Linked DNA regions of Neogale vison: region 1 is linked to region 2. A link is a contact called in public Hi-C data. All regions are on one chromosome and are shown on one strand. Each heading gives the region's core, a stretch centred on a gene start, on an enhancer-like site or on the middle of the called end of the contact. The rest is flanking DNA. Distances are from core to core; before and after follow the strand shown.

Evidence for each region. Hi-C and Micro-C count contacts between places; a contact is called where the count stands out from the background.
Region 1: a Hi-C map of fibroblasts shows a contact between it and region 2, with 5 times the contacts expected there. The contact joins the promoter of NBL1 here to the enhancer-like site in region 2. A contact is called at or near these places in 2 of 3 Hi-C or Micro-C datasets (fibroblasts and muscle).

Annotation. Positions count from the first base shown.
Region 1 is chr2:14,137,979-14,142,107 of ASM_NN_V1, reverse strand. NBL1 (neuroblastoma suppressor of tumorigenicity 1) reads right to left here and starts at 2,633. Exons shown (of 4, transcript XM_044237308.1): 1 at 2,493-2,633.
Region 2 is chr2:13,913,832-13,917,907 of ASM_NN_V1, reverse strand. All of the region lies in intron 4 of CAPZB (F-actin-capping protein subunit beta), which reads left to right. Among named protein-coding and RNA genes, the nearest start is that of SLC66A1, 42 kb to the right of the region's middle. Within about 2 kb of position 1,352, the one cell type or tissue checked has open chromatin away from gene starts, as enhancers often do. A contact at or near this core is called in fibroblasts, where this site is marked.

The sequences.
Region 1 (4,129 bases), core at 1,384-3,883, 220 kb before region 2:
AATCCGGGGTTGCAGCTGCCCTGATGAGAGTGGATTTGGGGAAACTCAACCATAGAAGATGATGTCTTAGAAAGGGTTTTATAAACTGTTGAGTGCTGCCTCCCACACGGACTGGCCAGGGTGGGAGCCGAGAGGAAGAACTCCTCAGACTCTCACTCTGGGGCCACTGACTGAAGGGACAGGATCTTGGAGAGATCAGCCCCCTCGGACCCACCCAGGAGAAAACAGGCTGGGCCTGGCTGCCAGGCTGTCCCCACGGCGGTGCGGAGGGCGTGGCCTCTGTGGCCGCAGCCCCAGGCTTGGGCTCAGCCAGGGTGGGGCAGTCCCTGCAGGTCTTGGAAGGAGCGCAGGGACTTCCTTGAATGGTGCAGCTGGAAAGGTCGCTCTGGGACTCCGGCCAAGAGGCGTCAGACCCCAGCCCCGCTCCTCTCAGTAGGCTCTCCTGGGCCTGCTCTGGGGTCCAAGGGCAAGTTCAGGCCCAAGCCCATCCACTGACTCACTGTGTCCCCGGGCACGGTCAAGTCTAGGAGTTACAGACAGAGCCCCTGAACATTTGCGTTGCCTCCCCGAGCCCCACATTGGTCCCCTCCAGAAGAGTGAGCATGGCCTGGGAAGGTCCATGTAAGCAGATTCCCTCAAGTGCAGTCTGGCTCCGGCGTGTTGCTTAAGGCCACTGTGATTCCATGACCCCAGTCTCACCGCGGGGTGGCTTCCTTCCTCCCCTCGGCCCTAGGCGCTGGCAGAGCATGAACTAACTGTCCCGGGGGGTGGACGCCCAGAGCCAGGCCCATGCTCCCAAGGCCTGCCCGCCTCTGCCAGGCAGGTCCCGCTTCTGGGCCACAGCAAACCACCCCCCCACTGCCCCCCGTCCCAGGCCAGGGCTCTCCCACCTGCAGACCCTCCTGCCCACAGACCCAAAACTGTCTCAAAACAAATCTATGCTAATGAGCTGCTGCCGGGCCCGCTGCACATCTGCTCAGCAGAAGCCCCGCTGCAGACCTCGCCGGCATCCCTGCCCACTCTGCAGCCTCCGACCCTTGGGGCTGGGGGTGGGGAGAAAGAGCCAAACTCAGTCTGAAATCTCACTTGAAAAGAATGAGGATATACCCGTGGCTAATGCAGACCACCTACTCTCCCCATCCACCCCTCCCAGGCACAGGCCCAGGAGAAAGAGGTCCAGCTTGCAGGAGTTGGGGGGGAGAGGGGCAAGGGTCACCAAGGAAATGCTCTGGTCTTGCCTTTCCTTTGGCCCCAACTGAAGGCAAACCACACCCAAGCAGCCCCAGCATCTGGGGGAGTTTCTGGAGGCTGGGGTTTCCACAGTAACAAAGGGTGAGGGGCTCCTTGTTGACAAATTGCTTCCCCACTCCCCTCCCCAGCCAGCGCCCAGCCTTTGGCCTCCAGCCCTGACCTCTGTTTTCCTGGGGTTCCCGTAGTTACAGGCTAGTGTCCTCCAGCTGGACGAGGGCCTCAGAAAGCCTGCAAATGTGCCCTTCTCCCCTGATGTCTGCCAACCCCCTGCCAAGGCGGGCAGCTGCCCCCTTTACAGCGGCTTGTAAAATATCAGAATCGCCCCGCCCAGGGAGCGGGGCGGGCAGGTGGCCGGCAGCGGGGCCCCGCTGTCCCGGCCGCCTCGAGGGGGGGAATTCTTAAGAAAACTGAGCCCCCTGAGCCCCCGGAAAGGCTGGCTCCCTCTGCCCCAGACTCAATTCCAGGGGGATGACCCAGGCCAGGCCCCGGGGGCAGGCGGAAGGTAGGGGGAGGGTTTACTCGTCTTTTACCGGGTCTAGGAAACTATTCATGAACCCCACTGCGGGGGCTCGTGCTTCTGACACTGGGGGGCTGTCTGAATTTTAGGGTGGGGGGGTCAGGGGGATGCACAGACACAAAGGTACCCCCTCCCAGAGGGGCAGAACGGAGAGACAGAGAACATAAAGGCATAAACCCAGGGAGGCTGAACACGAAGGCAGAAGGGGAGAAGAAACAGAAAGAAAGGGACCGAACAGAGAGGGGGACGGAAACAGAGAGACGAGAGACACGAGCAGTCGGATGGGGAGACAGAAAGGGAGCGAGACAAAAAGGAGGCAGAAACGTACCGCAGCGGAGCGGCTCGCAGCGCGGCGAGGCCCGGGCAGAGCCGGGGAGACGCGCCAGCCCCGCGGCCGAACTCCGGCAGCTGCCCCGGCGCCCGCGCGGCCCGACCCGCCCTCGACCCGCCCGGCGTGCGCTCGCCACGCACCTCCCTCCCTTCCTCTCCCGGCCGCCGAAACTCTCACCAAGCGGTGGAAACCCCCGGCGAGTCCGGGGACGAGCTCGGAGCGCAGCGGTGCCCCCAGCCACCCCGAGCCGCGCCCACGTCCCCAGCCCCGGCGTCCGGAGGCGCCTCCGCACCGTGTCCCGGGGCCGCCGGGCTGGCCGGGGGCGCGGCGCTGCCCCTGCGGCCGAAGCCTCTGGAAGCCGGGCGCCCGCGTGCCGGCCCGGGCGGGACTTACCGCGCGCGGCGGCGGCGGCGGCGGCGGCGGCGAGGAGCGCGGCGCGCCCGCCGGTTCCCGCGGAGCTGTCTGCGGGCCGCGGGGGGCGGCAGGCCCGGCGCCCCCGGGAGGCTCGGGAGGCGGCCGGCAGGGCTGGCGGCGGCCCCGCGAGGCTCGGCTGGGCTGCGCTGCGCGCCGTCTGCGGCCCCGGGCGGGCGCGCGGTGCGGGGGAGCGGTGAGCGGAGCGGCTCCGACGTCAGGGGTGTCTCCGCTCCAAATAGGGAGCGAGGGCGGGGGCAGCGGAGGGAGGGACGCGAAAAAGAAAGAGCGGGCGGGCGCGCACGGCCGCTCCCTCCGGGCTCGCGGGAGGGGGCGCCCCGGCCGCCCGGCCCGGCCCTTCTCCCCGCCTGCGAGCCTCGGGCCGGCCTGCGCGGCGATCCGACGGCGCGGCGGAGCTGCGGGGCGGCCAGGGCCGGCGTCCCCGGGCAGCGGGCAGAGAACCCGGCGCCCCGACCCCTTCTCAAGCGCCCTCCGCCGGCTTTCTCTGCGCGCCCAACTTCCCTGCGCCTAACTTTTCCCGACCCTGGCCAGGCCTCGGGGTGACAAAGATGGAGGTCTTCCTTTTTGCGGGGACCCGGGCGTTGCGGGCTTGCTCCGAGGCTGTGGCGCTCCAGTCCACCGAGTCCCGGCACCGGGCGACCGTCCCGGCTCTGCAGTCCCGTGGGGCGCCCCACCTATCGGCTCTCGGGCAGGTCAGGTCCGGCTCTGCCCCTCACCCTCCGCCCAGCCTCCTCTCAGCTCAGGCACTGGTGTGGGCAACCGGAGAAGGGGGTGAGAGCCCCGGAAGGACTCTACAGAACGAGAGTGCCGACCAACGGACTCGCTTCTCCGGCTCCCGGGAAGGGCAGGACGCAGGCCCGGCGCCCAGCGTCTCCTCGGCGGTCCAACTCATCAGCCCGCACTTGGGTGGGTGGCGGGTGTGCCTCCTCTGATCCGTGTGCTCTCAGGGGAACGAGGAAACAGCTTTGCTCCTGGAAAGTGGCAGCCCAGGACACAATCGGGGGACCCGCACATTTTGCTTTCTGCCAGAGTTGTGCGTGTCCGTCTACTTTACCCCAGACCGATGGTTGTCACGGGTGGCCGAGCATCCCGGGTGGCACCAGGCAGTCTGCTGGTAACTCCACGGTGTGCTCCGGTGGTTCCAAACCCAGACGCATCCCCATGCCTCCTAGCTCCCGCTTATGCTGTTCCCTCTGCCTGCAGTTCCCTTCTCCTTTCCTCTCCTGGCAAAGTCATTCCTTGAGCACCAGATTGGAAAGACTTCCCAAGACCCTCGGACAGCCTAAACCTCTCCTTCCTCAGGTGTGATCCTTGGCATGGAAAAGAAGTCTGGCAATTTCCCAGACTGGCAATTTCTAGCTGGCTGGGCACATCTCTTTCCTCCATTAGACCACAGGCACCGTGAGGGCAGTGATGGCTGGTTTATTTCAGTGTCCCCAGTGTCTAAGGACGTGTCCCCGATGTATTTGGCTGAATGGAAGTAATTATTAACCGCCATTGAGAAGTGTTCCAGGAGAATACAAGAATAACAATCCTACGATATAGAATGTGTATCTTACTTATGATGGGTATTCGTATGTATAATAATAATCACAAGA
Region 2 (4,076 bases), core at 103-2,602:
TTGGGTGATGCAGGCTCACAGCTCACGCTCCCGGAACAAGCGTCCGTGCTAGGGCTTCACACACGGCCTGGCTTCGCACACTCCATAAAGCTTCGGGGGCTGGGGTATTTTCTTTCCTCCTCTCTTTGGTGAAGTAGGTCATTTTGCGCAGGAAGTGTTATGTTTTCCCTCTTTTCTCCCCGTCCCCCTTGGTGGGGGGGGGTCCTATAGTTGAAGAATTATGGACACAGAATCCGTGTCCGTGATTGTGACATGATTCAAGAGCAGGAGTCATTTTCTGGGAGAAACGATGCTGAACTCCGAGGACAGGACCATTAACTGGCACGTTGGCCTTTTAGTTGGTCCACGTTCAGGGATCTGATGATAGAGTGTAAACGTGACCAGGTGCTTCATTGTCATTGTGCTACTGCAGAGCTAGCCCTGCCACGTGCTCCCTGACCAGCTTGGGTCGGTGGGGCCCTGATCCTGAGCTTACAGAGCCCGTATCTGCGTGTTGAAATCGAGTACGGTTTCCAGATGGCCTGACTTCGGGAGCCAGCGCACAGCTACCCTGGCTCCTTGGTGCCCGCTGTCTGAATTCCCTGCCCTTCCATTTGCCTTAGGGCACCTTCACCCTCGGGGCGCCTGGCTGACTCCCAGCAGTGGAGCCCGCGACCCTTGAGCTCTGGGTCGTGAGTTCGGGCCCCATGTTGGGAGCAGAGTTTTCTTTGAGAAAAATCATTTAAACAAATAAAATATTGGGCGGGGGGGCAAGTGGAAAAAAAAAACCAGAAAGTTAGTGTTTTCCGTTACTGGGAAGGTGTTGGAAGCTGCCGAGACTGTGTGTGGTTGAATGGGTTTGCTCCTCTGTCGGACTCCGGTCTGTCGTTCTCCCCCAGCTGTGTTCCTGGAGCTTCCCAAGGCCCCGCTGCCTCATGGGTCAAGCCCTCCCAGGGGCTGGGGTGCTCCTCCAGGGTCATTTACCTCTTCACTGGCTGTGGGTTTCAGGCCTAAGAAGAGCCTGTGCTTTTGTCTTTGGGCCTCTGTGCAGTAACGTTCTCTGACCAGCGCATTCACCGCAGGAACTCCGGGCCTTGCCTCACACAGCAGTGCCGTGGCCTTCGGTGCCGGACCTGTCCCCCCGCCCTCCATGGCTGGGGCCTATGAAGCGATCCAGAACTGGCAGAGCCCTGGGTAGGGCCAGGTGGCTTCCTCTGTAGCCCGCTCTCGGTCCCGGGCCCCATTTGGTCGTTGGTTCACGTCGATGTGCAAGGGCCCAGGCGCGGGGCGGTGGCAGTGGTGGAGCCACCTTATTGGAATGGCATGTTAGCGTTTAAACAATATTAATACTATTTGACTCATTAAGTATACAAAGGCCAGTTAAAGTGCTTCCATGTGTGAGCTGTTAGTTCTGGCGGGCGACTCCTCAGATGGCTTCATGTGGTTTCAGACAACATTTTAGCACATTCTTAAAATACCCACAAAAGCCTTTATGTAAAAACTCATAAATGTGAGCCACATAAAAATTATTTTTTTCCTGTTTCATGTCATTATGATCAAAGTACAGTAGGTAAGAATAAATTTTCAAAAACTTGTTGAGGTCCCTCTTTAATTAATGCTTCACTCGCAGAGCAGAGCCGTAAACCATGTAATGGGGGGCTGTCTGTATGCCCCGCAGTCACCCTGCCACCGGCCTGCTCACCACGGCCCTGACGGCACTTGCCAGAGAGGCTGGTGTTTCTGGGAGACCCCGAACCGGCCCTTCCTTGTGGCACAGTCCTGTGCTCCCTTTGTCTTGGAGCATCAGGTTGAGACTTGCTGCTGCCCCGGTCTCTGGAGATGCCTTTTGGTGAATGGAATGCGGGTCCGTTGTTGAATTGTTGTGGTGTCGGGGCCCTGCCTGCGGAGCCCCGGTCTCAGCACGCCCGCCTCACCCCGCTAAGGAACACCCTGACTACGGGAGAGGGAGTAGATTCCAAGCCAGGACGACAGCATCGCCTCCGACTCGGCTGCCATTCCTTTGTGGCAGATCCGATCTACTGTAAATTAGGGTACTAGCTGGTGGAATGCGACCTCAGCTGCGAAAAACAATTACCGAGATCGTGTGGCTCCCCGGAGAAGCGCTAACGAGTCCCTGCCAAGCACGGAGGCTGCACTCAACACGGCACCGTGGCTCTGCTTGTCGTTCCGTAAAAGTTAGGCATCTGGACAAAGACTGGAAGGGGATTTGGAAAAATGAGATTTATGGGATAAGTTGATGTATGGTGTTCTGTTCCCTGTTTTAGAATGTCCTTGCAATGAATTGCTTAGTTTTGGAGAAAAGAAGAGCAGCAGAGGTCAGAGTTAAGTTTGCATTTTGCCCTCCAGGTCTCCAGCATCTTGGCACCTTGGGTCCGGTCACTGTGGCCCACAGAGGAAGCTGAGGATGCCAGGGAGAAGCTGCCCGGAGTGGGAGCCGGGCCACTGGGTGGGGCGTTGGAGTGGAAACGGCCAGTTCCACCTTATAAAACATAATGCGGTTGTTCATTTTCCGGAAGAAAATAAATCTAAGGGACAGGACAGAGGGGATGGACTGCAGATGCCTGGCGCTTTGGAGCAGCTCTCCAGGGACATCATCAGGGGCTCTTGGGTCCCCAGAGTCTCTCTGGGCTCCCTTCTGGGGCAGCCTGGCCTGCTTTCCCTGGTATCCTGGCACACAGAGGGCGTGGGGCCTTAGACAAGACCAGTGCCGCTCTCTGGTCATGGGGATCGGGCTACACGCTGTGGGGAGCAGAAGGGGGAGAACGACCACTGGGTGTCTGCCTTTACTCCTGGATGGCCAGCGGCAAGAAGGGATTATTGGCCCTTCCTTCAGACCAGCATGAGAGAAGCTGCAGATTTAGAGCTGTTGCTTCCCTTTTGATGTGGGGCTGCTCTCCCTACAAGCCAACCAAGGGGGAAGCCGAGTGCTGGAGCAGCCCTCTGTGTCCGGCAGGACTGGGATCACGTTAGCTGGGCTGCTCTTCCCTCAGTGGTGCTGGTGTGACTCCTAGGGAACTTGGATCTCTGAGTTCTGTTCCACGTCCACCCGCCCATCGTGTGTGTGCTCTGCGTTGCACTGGCCTGGGGCTGGTCCCTCCGTGCGTCTGTCCAGCAGGCCCACTCACCGGGCGTCCACTGCGCCAGCCCCACCTCCCAGGGTGACCGGGGCTGTGAGGGTAGGCAGTGGGGTGAATCTTATTGGACAGCTTAATCACCATGGAGCCTGTGGGGACGGAGAGGCAGGGACAGGACGTGGTGGCTGCGGCGGGCTGGAACCCCAGTGGGCAGGGGAGCAGACCTTGTGTGCAGCCTTTGGGCCCTCACGGGCCCTGCAGTGGGTTGGCCCCGTGGCCCCTTATGGCTCAGCAGGAGGCTGTGGTTCTCACGGGGAAAGAGGCTTCCTTTGCTCCGATTGTTACAAAGAATTCTTGTGTACTCTTCACCCACATTCTCGAAATGTTAGCGTTAATCATGTATATTTTTATTATGGAACAGCTTTATTGAGAATTCACGGACCTGTTTATTTTTAGTACTTATTTTTGTTACTAAAATCAATAATAGTCTTTGGTCAGATTATTTACTTTCCTATTTTTTTTGTATCTCAAGAGTCCTATAAAATAGGTATTACCGTTCTTATTTCATAATGAAATGAAGGACCAGTTCAGATGGTTGGTCCCTGGGAGCACTTAATAAAGAGTTGGTGGCTGGGGAAGGTGCGGCCGCGGCTGGTAGTGGGGGGCCCGAGCCGCACCCCCCCACACACAGCCCCTGCTCACTGCCACACGCGTGCTGCCGGCCCGGCTCCTCCGTGTCTGAGCCTGCACTCATACGCGATAGCGCCCTCCTGGCGGGGCCCAGCGTGCCTGCCACGCTGTGGATGCCGAGGTTAATTGGGGTCAGAGAGGCCATAGACGCGCTGGTAAAAAACATGCCAGGCCACAGAGACGCGTGTTTTCCAGCGTTCCGGTTGGTCGTCGGCGGAGTTTGAGGCCCCACACGGCAGCTGGTGACCCACCTTCGCCCCCGGCAGCCCGGCCCTGCCATGTTGTCGCCTGGAGTCTCTTGGATTTGGGACC